2 separate regions of the Sus scrofa genome follow, and region 1 is linked to region 2. Evidence: chromatin contacts called from public HiChIP or PLAC-seq data. All regions are on one chromosome and are shown on one strand. The core of a region is the stretch at or near the end of the contact, and the rest is flanking DNA. Distances in the headings are between cores, read along the strand shown. Region 1 has its middle 16 kb from the start of SMIM12. Region 2 holds the start of GJA4 (gap junction protein alpha 4).

Region 1 (6,975 bases), core at 1,078-3,577, 51 kb after region 2:
AAATTTTTTTTTTTTTTTTTTTTTTGTCTTTTTGGTCTTTTTTGTTGTTGTTGTTGTTGTTGTTGCTATTTCTTGGGCCGCTCCCACGGCATATGGAGGTTCCCAGGCTAGGGGTTGAATCGGAGCTGTACCACCGGCCTACGCCAGAGGCACAGCAACGCAGGATCCGAGCCTCGTCTGCAACCTACGCCACAGCTCACAGCAACGCCGGATCGTTAACCCACTGAGCAAGGGCAGGGACCGAACCCGCAACCTCATGGTTCCTAGTCGGATTCGTTAACCACTGCGCCACGACGGGAACTCCCGGGAAATGAATTTTTTATTTTAGTTCATTTCATTTTTAATATCTGTATGTGGCCAGCAGCTACCATACTGGACAGAGCAGTCTTGCCTCTTCCATGTGGTGGGGCAATCAACCTTTCTGAGGTTCAAACACTTAATCGTGTCCTTGTGCCAGGAACCATCCAAAGGGCTCTCTGGGGGCTCCTGAGGCTCAGTGGGTTAAGGACTCAACATTATCTCTGTGAGGATGCAGGTTCAATCCCTGGCCTGTTCAGTGGGTTGAGGCTCCAGCATTGCCATAAGCTGCTGTACATCACAGATGTGGCTTGGATTGGGTGTTGCCGAAGCTATGGCACAAGTCTGCAGCTACAGTTGTCATTCAACCCCTGCCCCAGAAACTTCCCTATGTTGCAGGAAAAAGAAAAAAAGAAAAATAGGGGAGTGGTGGGAGGAGCTCTCTGTTCAAGATAGGGCTGGGGAGTTCCTGTCGTGGCGCAGTGGTTAACGAATCCGACTAGGAACCATGAGGTTGCAGGTTCGGTCCCTGCCCTTGCTCAGTGGGTTAACGATCCGGCGTTGCCGTGAGCTGTGGTGTAGGTCACAGACGCGGCTCAGATCTGACGTTGCCATGGCTGTGGTGTAGGCTGGCAGCTGTAGCTCCAATTCAACCCCTAGCTTGAGAACCTCCATATGCCAAGGGTGCAGCCCTCAAAATCAAAAAAAAAAAAAAAAAGAAGGGAAGGGAAAGAAAAGAAAGGAAAACGTGTCTACCTGATTTCATCCTCACAGAAACCCTGCAAGGCAATACAATTATCTTCACCTGACAAAGAGACTGAGACTCAGAAAAATCTAATAACTTGCCTTGGGTCACACAGTTAATTAGGGCCAGAGTCAAGGTTTGGAGCCCCATGTCTGACTCCAAAGTCTGTGGTTTTCCACTTCATCATGTGGCTGAGGAAGAAAGTGCCCTTCCTGGCCCTGACGGGTGAGAGCTGGGCAGGGCAACGCCGTGGGCTGCTGGATGGTGCTCTAACTGGCCTCTTCCTGAGCCAGGTCTGCCCTGTTGCAACTTCATTACTTGGCCTGAAATGCATTTCTAGAACTCCGACACACCCAGATCCACACATAAGGCCAAAGGCACTCGGCCAAAGAAAAATTATCTGCTTCTGCGCCTTCCATTAGTGCAGATAATTAACAGTTGATTTGATATTCTTGGCATAAAGGAAGACAGAGCTGTGCTTTGTTTGGGCTGATATTAAAATACCTCTTCATCCCCTCTGCACGCTGATTTGCTCACTCGCCAGAGAACCAGACAGCAGGGTCAGAAGTGAGCTGGAAGGGAAGGAGAGGAGGGAGGAGAAGGAACTGACGCTTCTGAGACATCTAAGCTCTGCCAGGTACCAAGCTAAGAACTTCAACACATTCCTCAAGTGATCCCCATCCTATGAGGTCGCTATGACTATTCGTGTTTTACAGGAGCAGGACTGAAGCTCAGCGAGGTGAAGCAACTTGCCCAAAGTCACACAGTTGATGGGGCCAGAAGATGACTTCGCTATCCACGTCTGCCTGATGCCAAGGCCATTTTATATCACCCTGGCTCTAGGCAGAGACCTGGAAAACCCACCACTGCTTACGACGCACCTGAACTCCTTTCCAGCTCTACCCAGACCACACCTGAAGCCAGGCTCCTGCTGCAGCCACCCCTTCTCCCAGAAGTTCAGGCTCTATGAGCAGGAGCAGACCCCAGCCCCCAACTCCATTGTGCCATGGATGACAATGAGAGGCAGGCGTCCCTTTCTCACCCACCGCTTTCCTCCCCACCCCACAGGGTGCTGCCAGTTCAGCACAATAGAGCATTCTGTGTCCAGAGCCTCTGCTGGCAGCCATCAGGCTTTTGCAGCCCCCTCCAGACAATGGCAGAGCCCAAAAGCCCTGATGACCGGTGACAAATGTATGTGAATGACCAGCTTACAGGAAGTGGCCTTCAATAGTCCGATAGCTTCCTGCATCCTGACATTGTGAAGGCCCACTTCCCGTGCTGTCTCCGAAAATACAGCGAGGCAGAGCTGGGGGCGGGGGCAGAGGCAGGGCTTCCCTGCTCACCCTAGACCCAGGCAGTATTCAACCCTCTTGCCTAGTGATGCCACCAGCCTCACCTGACCCCTGACCAAACCCCACCCCAGCCCAGGCAGAACAGAGGACCTATTTTTAACGAGTCTACAGCCTTCCTCCGTTACCCACTGCCCACCCTGCCCGCCCTGCCTGCTTCCAGGATCCCAGGCCTTCTGCCGAGAAAGGCTGGCCATGGCTACTCACACACCTCGGGTGCACACCAAACATACGTCCCTGTGTCCCTGGTCACTCGACTCTGAACGATAACCTTCAGTAGGCTTACAAATGCTTATTAGGTCACCCCTTCAACCTTATCTTCCAGAGTGGACAATCACAATTCCTTCAACTTCCTCTGGGTCAAAAAAAAAAAAAAAAAAGCAAAGCGCAGCAAGAAGCTGGGGAGGCGGGGAAGGCCTCTGCTCCCACTGGGCTCCAGCTGGCCTCAGAAAAAGGCTTTCCCAGGTTGTGCCTTCCCACGCACTTTGCCTCCCAGAAGGAGCTGGTCAGAGATCAAGACCACCTACCAACTAGCAGGAAGACAGGGCAAGAGGAGCGCTAATGTCCTGAGCATCTTCTGCGGAGTCAGGCCCTCGGCTTAGCACTTTTCCTTCAATGACCTGATAGTAAATTCTCATGAAATAAGTCAGACAGAGAAAGACAAAAAAAATAAAATAAAATAAAACTAATGAATATGGCAAAACAGAAACAGATTCAGATAGAGAGACTCATGAACTCATCAGTGAGTGGTTATCAGTGGAGGGAGGAGCAAATAGGGGGAGGGGATTAGGAGGTACCAACTGCTATGCAGAAAATAGCTACAGAGATACACTGTACAGCACAGGGAATATAGCCAATATTTTATAATAATTTATAAATGGAGTATAATCTTTTTTTTTTTCCCCTGGGGACCGCACCCTCAGCATACGGAGGTTCCCAGGCTAGGGATCAAACTGGAGCTGCAACTGCCGGCCTACACCACAGCCACAGCAACACCAGATCCGAGCTGAGTCTGCAGCCCACACCACAGCTCACAGCAACACCGGATCCTTAGCTCACTGAGTGAGGCCAGGGATCGAACCCACAACTTCATGGTACCTAGTCAGATTCGTTTCCACTGTGCCACAACGGGAACTTTGCCTGAAGTATAATCATTAAAAATCACGAATCACTCTACTGTGCACCTGAAGCCTACATAACTATGCCTCAATTTAAAGATTTTTTTTTTTTTCTGTCTTTTAAGGCCGCACCCGAGGCATATGGAGGTTCCCAGGCCAGGGGTCCAATCAGAACTGTAGCCAGTGGCCTACACCAGAGTCACAGCAACGCGGGATCCAAGCCACATCTGCAACCTACACCACAGCTCATGGCAACGCCAGATCCTTAACCCACTGAGCAAGGCCAGGGATCAAACCCACGTCTTCATGGTTGCTAGTCGGGTTCACTAACTGCTGAGCTATGACGGGAACTCCCCCCAAAAAAAATTTTTTTAACTGAAGACAAACACAGAGAAGTCAAGTCACCGGCCAGGGGTCACCCAGCTAACACAAGGCAGAGCCATACTACCCGCCCTGCACCTGCCTGGCCCTGGAGACAGGTTTAGATAGAGGGAAAGGGAAAGATACCGTTGCCCCCTCCTCTCACACCCCCTCTAGGATTCCTACCCATATCCAGTCACCGAATGTCCTCCCCTGACTTCCCGGCAAGCCCCCTGGAGAGGGGCAGGGGACTGCACCCACCCACCCACCCGCCTCCCTGAGTATTGTTCTCCACTTTCAATAAAGCAGGCCCTGAATCAGCCTCAGGCCATTGTGGCCAAGAGGTGGGAGGGGGCAGTTGTGGGAAACAGGAGAGGTCAAGAAGTGACAAGCCATTCATTCCCCTTGGCCACCGGGGACCTGAGGGCCTCAGCTCAGCCAGGAGGCGCCCCAGGCCCCATGTGTCCAGGAATCACGGAGAACAAAGACGTCTCTGGAGATGGAAGGAAGGAGGGGAGGAACTTTCCCACCCTCCGCCCTCCACCGCACAGGGGAAGAAAGGCCAGGGGAGAGGCAGTTGGCCTCCCGGGGGTAGAAGAGGACCAAAGCCCTCGGACTTAACTTCCACTATCCTTTCCACCTGCATCTTAGAGGGCGACAGCCTGAGTCTGTGTCCTCACCTGTGACTGCCTTGCAGGGATCTTGGGAGGATTCAGTGAGAGAGCGATGCACCCAGCCCCAGGCTCAGTGGAACTCAGGGAGCAAGCAGGTTTGCCTTCCTCTCTGGGCTTTGTCTGCCTCAGGTTCCTGGGACTAACAAGGTCCACAGCAGAGAGGGCAGCTGCCTTCTTCAGCCCATTTCCAAGAAGCAGGAAACCTTGAAATCCTGGGACTTGTGAAATAGGCCAGGCAGGAGGCATCTGGCCTAAAGCACCATCAGCTCTGCCTCCAGTGCTGGCTTCTGGACCCCAGGGAAACCCATGGCCACATGGACCCAGGGCTGCTGACCCCAGAGGGAGGTACCCAGGACTGGGGAGGGGCAAGGAGCCATGGGAGGCCCCCCTGAAATGGCCTCTAGTCCACTTGATGTCGCTGCATAAAGTGACAAGAAGGTAGGCTCCTAGGTTTGTTATCTGTGGCCTCTTCTGAATCCCAGCAAATTTCTGAGCCACTTCCCCACCCTGCTCAGCTTTTATTCAAAAAAAAACACATACCCACATAGCTCAATAGCTCAAGGGGCAAAGTCTTTACTAGAACATCAGCTTGAGGAGTTCCCGTCATGGCGCAGTGGTTAACAAATCTGACTAGGAACCACAAGGTTGCAGGTTCAATCCCTGCCCTTGCTCAGTGGATTAAGGATCAGGCGTTGCCGTGAGCTGTGGTGCAGTTCGCAGACGAGGCTCGGATTCTGCGTTGCTGTGGCTCTGGCATAGGCTGGCAGCTACAGCTCCGATTAGACCCCTAGCCTGGGAACCTCCATATGCCACGGGAGCAGCCCAAGAAATGGCAAAAAGACAAAAAGACAAAAAAAAAAAAAAAAAAAAAAAAAAAGAATATCAGCTTGAACGAACCCGACCAGGCAGGTAAATCTGCCGGGGAAAACAGCAGAGGTGATGTTTGGATCCTCAGTGCTGTTTCTACCCCTCCCTAGGTGGAAAGGTCCAGAATTGCAGAGGTCGGCTAAAACCGAGGCAGCTGCAGTTGTCACCCTCAAAGTCAGTGTGCCCCCACTGGGAGAGCCCGGGGCCACGAGGCGGAAGGGCGTCCAGGCTCTGATAAGAAGGGGAAGGACAGGACCCATGCTGGAGCCTGCTGACTGTTCCTTCACCCCAGAGACCACAGGCTAATCAGCTCAGAGGGCCTTCCGGTCTAGGGTCCCCACCCTGAGGCCCCTGGGGAGAGGAGGAGCCAACACCAGCCTCACCCACAGGACTGGGCCAACAGCCAGGAAGCAGTGGGCTCCGGCCTCAGGGGGGCAGGGTACCTACGTCCAAGGCTCTGGCCGCTGCCACTCCCCTGTGGAGGTTCCCCAAGGCAGCCCCTTCCACACAGCTACCCTGTCTACCCTCTTGCTATGGGCTGAACTGTGTCCCCTCAAACGCATTTATTGAAGTCCTGACTGCCCCAGCACCTGAGAATGTGACTGCATCTGGAGGTAAGGCTTTGATCGAGGTGATTAAGTGGGAATGAGACCACTGGTGGGCCCCACTCTGCTCTGATCCATGTCTTAAAGGAAGAGGAGCTTTGGCCACAGAGACACCAGGGGCTAACAGCACCCAGAGGGATAGTGTCAGGAAGAAGCAGGAAGAGGGTGGCCTCTGCAAGTCAGGGAGGGAGAGAGGCCTCAGAGGACACCAATCCTGGTGGCACTTTGACCTTGGCCTTCCAGCCTCCAGACTGTGGGAGAGTAAGTTTCTGTTGTTTAAGCTGCCTGGCCCGTGGTATTTTGTTGCAGCAGCTCTAGCAAACTAAGACCCCGCCCCTGCCTCATGGGGGATCCTAAGGGGGGGTCTGGGGGGACTTCCCACCCCATATACTCCCAGCTGAGCCTCCCAAGGGGTTGGTGCCCTGAGAGCCACAATAACCCAGGCAGGGCCCCTTCAGCTCAGCCCCATCCCCTCAACTGCCCAGCTCAGCCTCCTCCAGAAACTCCCATCTGCCTGGAGGCCAATCAGTGAGCCAACCAAGGCAGGGCTGTGAGAGCATCAGGGACCTCAGTGGAGCTGCGGATGCTGTATGACACCCAGGGAGAACCAAGGGACTGGCGGGGGGGGAGGGGGTTGGGGGCAGAGGCTGGAGAGCACCGAGCAACACCAAATGGCAGGGTCAGGGGGGCCCACTCCCCAGCCCTCTGCCACTGCAGAGTCTACAGTTTCTCTCTTTAGTCAGGCACCCCCTTATAGAGACCAAAGATCTGAGTCCTGAAGTGTGGGTAAATGCATGGGATGGAAAAATACCACTAATCAAAATAACCACCTTTTCCTAACTGAGTTGCTGTGCCAAATGCCTTGAGTGTGTTTCTTTCCATCTTCACAATAACCCTGAGGTAAGCAATATATTAGCCCTATCTGACACGTGAGATTAAACACTGAGAAGCTAAGCAGCT
Region 2 (6,376 bases), core at 3,025-5,524:
CGCCCTTGCACCCCGATCCTCCTTTCCTGCTTTACTTCCCACCTGGCACTTATCACCATCTAACAGGTTCTGTATTTTGTCTGTCTCCCTCCTGCTATAAAATCCACAGATGGGGATTTTTGTTATCGCTGTTCCCTGGTTGACCTATCATCTGGGACAGAACCACAGCACCAGTGGGGTTCTTAACCTGCTGAGCCACAATGGGAACTCCTGTCCCAAATGTTTTGTTAACAATGTTTTTAGCCACCACCCACTGGAAAACGTTGTGTGCGCTACATATGATGCTCTGTGCTTTGATTGGCTCTCCCACCCGCCCTCCGCAATAGGAAGGGTGTTCAGTAAATATTTGTGGAGTTAATAAATTTGTATATGGGCCTGGTACCCGGCTAGGAGCTGGGGGTGTAAGCACGTCCCCGCTGCCTGCCCTCAAGGAGCGCACAGACTCCTGGGGGAGGGGTCGAGACAAAGCCATGTAAACGCTGCTGCTGCACCCCGGGTCGGGGAGGGGAAATGGGGAGTATTTCCTCTGCGCAGAGTTTCAGTTTTGCAAGATGAGAATGCTCTGGAGAGTTGCTGCACTTAACACGGTGCAAACAGTGACCCAGGAGCGATAGGTGAGCTGTGGAGAGCACAAACGCATCCCTAAGCCAGAGGAGGCCCGCGAGGGGACTTCTGGGAGAAGGGACACTGAGCCAAGTCCTGAACGGCTATGGGGCTGAGCATGTGAGGGCGCTCCAGGCAGAGGGGACCACGCGGACAAAAGCCAGAGTCAGGTATGGCTGGATCACCAGGTGAAAGAAGAAAAGGGATGAGGCTGGAGAGGTGGCCGAGGTCAAGAGGCAAAGGAGAGCCATAGAAGGGCTTTGAGCAGGTGGTGTGTGGTCAGATCTCTGGGGAAGGGTGGAGGCTGGGCTTGGGGAGGAGGGCGGGGCTGGAGGCCTGGAGGCCAGGAGGCCAGAAGACCAGCTGGGAGGCCGCTAAGGTGGTGGCCTCAACAGGGTCAGGGCAGTGGGAATGGTGGGAGGTGTGGGGATCTGGGGACACATCCCAGGTGGAATGGCCAGGTCATGGGCTTGTCTGGGCTGGCCCTGGCTCCGCCTTTCCGGGAAGGGGTGGGGTCACTCAAACCCTGACCTCCAGAGCCCCTGAGGAAGGGGTGAGGGTGAGGGCAGCTCCTCCCTCCTTCCCAGCAGATGGGATCAGAACGGCTTTGGGAGGGCCCAGCCACAGGAGAGGAACTCTGGGAGCAGAGGCTGCAGTGGGGGCGTGGTGAGAACCTGCCTCTGGGGACCTCCGTTCTCATGCCCTCAGGGGTCAAAACTAAGTGGGCGCAGTTGTCAGCTTTGGGAATTCAGGAGGTTTCGCTCAACGTGGCCCTGAGGGACAGGCCTGGAAGGGGAAGACAGCTCAGCCTGATCTGGAAGTCCTGAGGTCAAAGCAAGTCCACCACACTGGCTGTCCTGCTCAGGCTGAAGGCAGGACCCTCAGGGACCCACCCTGGGGCACTGGGAGTCCAAAGATGGAATCTTGGCGTTGAGAAACACAGGATCTTTCGGCCACCAGCCCCAGGTCTCAGACCCCACCTGCCACTTTCCCTTTTCTTCCTTTGCTTTTTTTTTCTTTTTTTGCTTTTTAGGGTCGCACCCACAGCACATGGAAGTTCCCAGGCTACAGCTTCCAGCCTACGCCACAGCCACAGCCACACAGGATCCAAGCCGTGTCTGCAACCTACACCACAGCTCACGGCACCACCAGATCCTTAACCCACTGAGCGAGGCCAGGGATCGAACCCACGTCCTCATGAATACTAGTCAGGTTCGTTACCACTGAGTCACGACAAGAACTCCAATAGTCTGGTTCCTAACCTGCTGAGCCACAATGGGAACTCCCGTCCAAATGGTTTTGTTATAATGTTTTTAGCCATCATCCACTGGAAACCTTTGTGGGTACTAATATGCATATGTGCTTTGACTGGATCTCCCATCAGCCCTACACAATAGGAGCTAGGGCACAGGGCACAGGGATCAACAGCAAAGTCTCAACTTCTAGGCCCTCCTCGCCCGGCCCACCAAAGCCAATGAAGTCAGGACCTCACAGCCACTGATCCTTGGGCCCTTCTTCAGGCTGTTTCTTCTGCCTAGAATGCTCTCCCTGACCGGCTGATGAAAGATTGCTTCACATACTAGAGTAAGGGGAAGTCATTCTAGCGTCTACCTGAGTTAACTTGAATTTTACACTAACTGAAACAGCCTATTTGTGCCCATCAAACGTACACTGTACATCTGCTTCAATTATTTTAGAGAAGAGTGCATTGACCAGAAGTAAAGAACGTCAGGTTAAAAATAAAGACTACATGGGGAGTTCCCGTCGTAGCGCGGTGGTTAACGAATCTGACTAGGAACCATGAGGTTGCAGGTTCGATCCCTGGCCTTGCTCAGTGGGTTAAGGATCCGGTGTTGCCGTGAGCTGTGGTGTAGGTCGCAGACATGGCTCAGATCCTGCGTTGCTGTGGTTCTGGTGTAGGCCGGTGGCTACAGCTCCGATTTGACTCCTAGCCTGGGAACCTCCATGTGCCGCAGAAGTGGCCCAAGAAATGGCAAAAAAAGACAAAAAAATAAAATTAAATTAAAAAATAAAGACTACATGGGCCTTCCCATCGTGGCGCAATGGTTAATGAATCCAACTAGGAACCATGAGGTTGCGGGTTCGACCCCTGCCCTTGCTCAGTGGGTTGAGGATCTGGTGTTGCCGTGAGCTGTGGTGTAGGTCACAGATGCAGCTCGGATCCCGCGTTGCCGTGGCCATGGCATAGGCCGGCGGCTACAGCCCTAATTGGACCCATAGCCTGGGAACCTCCATATGCCACGGGAGTGGCCCAAGAAAAGGCAAAAAGACTAAATAAATAAATAAAGACTACATCATGCCTCCCTTCCCAGGTACCAAGGCCATGCTGACTCGCCCTGTACATGCTGGTCTGGTTTGTCTTTTTTTTTGAAACCTTGAAGGAATGGACCCCTGATGTGTTTGATGTTCTTTGCTCTGACAAGATAACAAGATATAAATTGTGCTGAAATCCACCCTTCTCCAGAGCAGTTCCTCAGAGTTATCTGGGAGGCCGTCTCCCAGGCAAGAGTCCGCAGTTAATCGCAAATAAAACTCTCTTCCATTCCTCTTGTAGACTGTTTATTATTTCCACCGACATGGCTAATGCAGTCTTTCCCAAGAAACATTTCTCACCAAGACCCACCCCCACCCCTACTGACAGTTCTCAGAACTTTCCCCATTTACTCATACCCAAGGGCCAGTACCCTCTCTATTCCTGCCTCCTGCCCCAGCCGCTGAGCGCCCCAGGCCGGAGACCACATCTGGCTGGTTTATGGTCAAATCCCCAGTTCCACTTACAATGTCCACAGCACATGAATGTTCACAGACAGGGTGATGCTTGAATGAACAGCGGTGGGCTCTGCCCACCCCTTTCATTTCCTCCAATGTCTCCCCTCCACCCTTGTTGAAAGGTATTTAAAGGCATGAGCTAAAGATGGGGAGAGTCCACCCTACTCAGTCTCAAGTGGTCCATGGGCATTGTCTAGTGCCCCCTGATTGCATAGCCGGCCCGGGAGAAGGGATGCTGGAGAATTCTGTGGTGGAGAGATCCCAGCTCCCCATAGATGCTATAGGGAGGGCAGATTATAACCCCTCTCTCCCAGCCTGGTTCCCTATGTCCTAACGCGTCTTGATGACCAAGTGCTGCCACCGTACTGGGGTCCACAGCGGCCACCCCACAAATGAGTGATCTCCCTTTGGACTGAGGGCAGTAGGCACCCAGGGTTAAGGAGGATGCCCTTCCTTCATCCCACCTGCCATCTCTCAGAGGCCCTTAGGCCAGTTGCCTGAGATCAGAAAGTGCTGGCTGTTAGCTTCAGCCACTCTGAAAAAAACTTCGCCTCGGAGGACCCCTGTTCCACAGACAAAGAAGCTGAGGCTAGGAGAGTTTGCTGGCTGGAAGACGGTGGAGAGCAGAAGGGAAAGGTGGAGGTTTCTCATCCTTTTCATCCCCCCCACCCGACGCCCCGACCCCAACTCCCGGTGCAACCTCCCAGGCCCCTTCCTTGAGTGGCTTCAGGGAGCCTGCATCTCCCGTCCCTCCCCGCTGGGAACAGCGCCCGCCGCCCTCCCGCCGCTTCCTGCCCCTACCCCGCCCCGCGCGCTATTTAAGGCGCCCCTGCCGCCAGGCGCCGTCCAGCAGGGCTCCCGCGGGCGCCGCTCCGGCCGTCGTGTGTCCGCACCGCCACCTGGGCCGCGGAGCAGGCAGGCAGGAGGTGAGTGGGGCTAGGGGGCTGGGGTGCCAACTCCAGCGGAGGGCAGGCAGGAATCGGCTGCCACCTGCCACAGGCTAAGGGTTGCTGCTGGGGGAACCCACGGCCGCCACGCTCACCCAGCTTGCCTGGGCCATCCTCTGTGCTAAACCAGCTTCCCATCTGCTTTCATTGTATCCTTATAACCCTAGGAGGTAGGGATATTGTTATTTCCGTTTTACAGGAGAGGAGACTGCGGTGCTAAGAGGTATCACTTATCCAAGGTCCCCATTAGTAGGAAAGTCATGATTTGAACCCAGGTCTGGCTCCAGCCCTGATCTAAACCAGCTTTGCTCTCTCGGAAAAGAAGCGCCTTCCCCTCCCCTTTGCCCTACCTTCCTCCCCCCACTCTCCCCCTGATGTCCTGGGAACTTTGTGGCCCATGCCTCCACCCTGCTATGACAGTTCCTTTCAAGAGTCTAGAATTTGGCAGCAATAGCTTTGGTAGGGGGAGGGGATGGAGATAGGGGACCCGATCCAGTGTCGGTCCTTAAACGGCAGGTGGTCACTATTGCTGACAGGTGGAGCTAATGCAGGAGGCAGCCTGGAGTGTCTAACGTGCCTTCATGCCGCCCCCCCCAACAAACTCAGAGGTTAGAGTGAGGTCAACTGGGTGAGGACTGACTCAGAAGGGAGCCAGGATGTGAGGCTTTGAGCCCCCTGAGAAGCTGAAGATAGCACCACCCCCACCCCCACTGTCTGGGGACAGCCTGTCCTGGGCAAAAGGGGGGAGGGGCATGGCACAGCTGTGTGACCTTGGATAAGTTCCTCCAATTCTCTGTTCCCTTAGGCTTGATTCAGATCTCCTTGGGCTGTGGTCGTCCTGGGACTGCAGCTGGGCACAAGCGGGACACAGATGTGACGAGACAGGGACCTTAGCTGTACCCTTGCCAGAGCTTAGCAAGCATCATAGAGATCTGCATGTAGTCCTGCTGTCTGTGAGCCCCCAGACCAATCTCTTCCCCTCCAGGACCTCCTTCCTCCCCTCCCCCTCCCCCCAGGTAAAACGGGCGTGGCCAGTCTCTTCCCCCCACCCACCCCCAGCCGGGCTTGTTGCTAGGACAGCTGAAAAGGATGCCTCGCTGACCGTGTCCCCTGTCTCCCTGCAGACAGAGGCCCAGGAGCCATGGGCGACTGGGGCTTCCTTGAGAAGCTGCTGGACCAGGTCCAGGAGCACTCGACCGTGGTGGGCAAGATCTGGCTGACGGTCCTGTTCATCTTCCGCATCCTCATCCTGGGCCTGGCGGGCGAGTCGGTGTGGGGCGATGAGCAGTCGGACTTCGAGTGTAACACTGCCCAGCCAGGCTGCACCAACGTGTGCTACGACCAGGCCTTCCCCATCTCCCACATCCGCTACTGGGTGCTGCAGTTCCTCTTCGTCAGCACGCCCACCCTGGTCTACCTGGGCCACGTCATTTACCTGTCTCGGCGCGAGGAGCGGCTGCGGCAGAAGGAAGGGGAGCTGCGGGCGCTGCCAGCCAAGGACCCACGCGTGGAACGGGCGCTGGCAGCCATAGAGCGACAGATGGCCAAGATCTCAGTGGCCGAGGATGGTCACCTGCGAATCCGAGGGGCCCTGATGGGCACCTATGTGGCCAGCGTGCTCTGCAAGAGTGTGCTAGAGGCAGGCTTCCTGTATGGCCAGTGGCGTCTCTATGGCTGGACCATGGAGCCCGTGTTTGTGTGCCAGCGCTCACCCTGTCCCTACCTCGTAGACTGCTTCGTCTCACGCCCCACAGAGAAGACCATTTTCATCATCTTCATGCTGGTGGTCGGACTCATCTCCCTGGTGCTCAACCTGCTGGAGCTGGCGTACCTGCTGTGCCGCTGCCTCAGCCGGGGCATCAGGGCCCGGAGGGACCAGGACACACCCCCCGCCCAGGGCACCTCCTCGGAGCCTTACGCTGACCAGGTCTTCTTCTACCTCCCCATGGGCGAGGGCCCCTCATCCCCGCCGTGCCCCACCTACAACGGGCTCTCGTCCAGTGAGCAGAACTGGGCCAACCTGACTACGGAGGAGA

The links. HiChIP or PLAC-seq counts read pairs in DNA pulled down with a chosen protein or histone mark.
Region 1: a contact with region 2 is called in an H3K27ac HiChIP or PLAC-seq map of skeletal muscle. The contact joins the enhancer-like site here to the promoter of GJA4 in region 2. A contact is called at or near these places in 10 of 47 Hi-C or Micro-C datasets (embryonic fibroblasts, epiblast stem cells, fetal liver and 5 more) and 1 of 2 datasets of contacts at active chromatin or transcription factors (skeletal muscle).

What each region holds. Positions count from the first base shown.
Region 1 is chr6:91,094,269-91,101,243 of Sscrofa11.1, forward strand. No RefSeq gene overlaps it. Among named protein-coding and RNA genes, the nearest start is that of SMIM12, 16 kb to the right of the region's middle. Within about 2 kb of position 2,328, at least 17 of the 83 cell types and tissues checked have an H3K27ac peak or open chromatin away from gene starts, as enhancers often do. A contact at or near this core is called in fetal liver, liver, omental adipose tissue and 2 more, where this site is marked.
Region 2 is chr6:91,041,156-91,047,531 of Sscrofa11.1, forward strand. GJA4 (gap junction protein alpha 4) reads left to right here and starts at 4,275. Exons shown (of 2, transcript NM_001244224.1): 1 at 4,275-4,319; 2 at 5,465-6,376. The coding sequence starts at 5,482.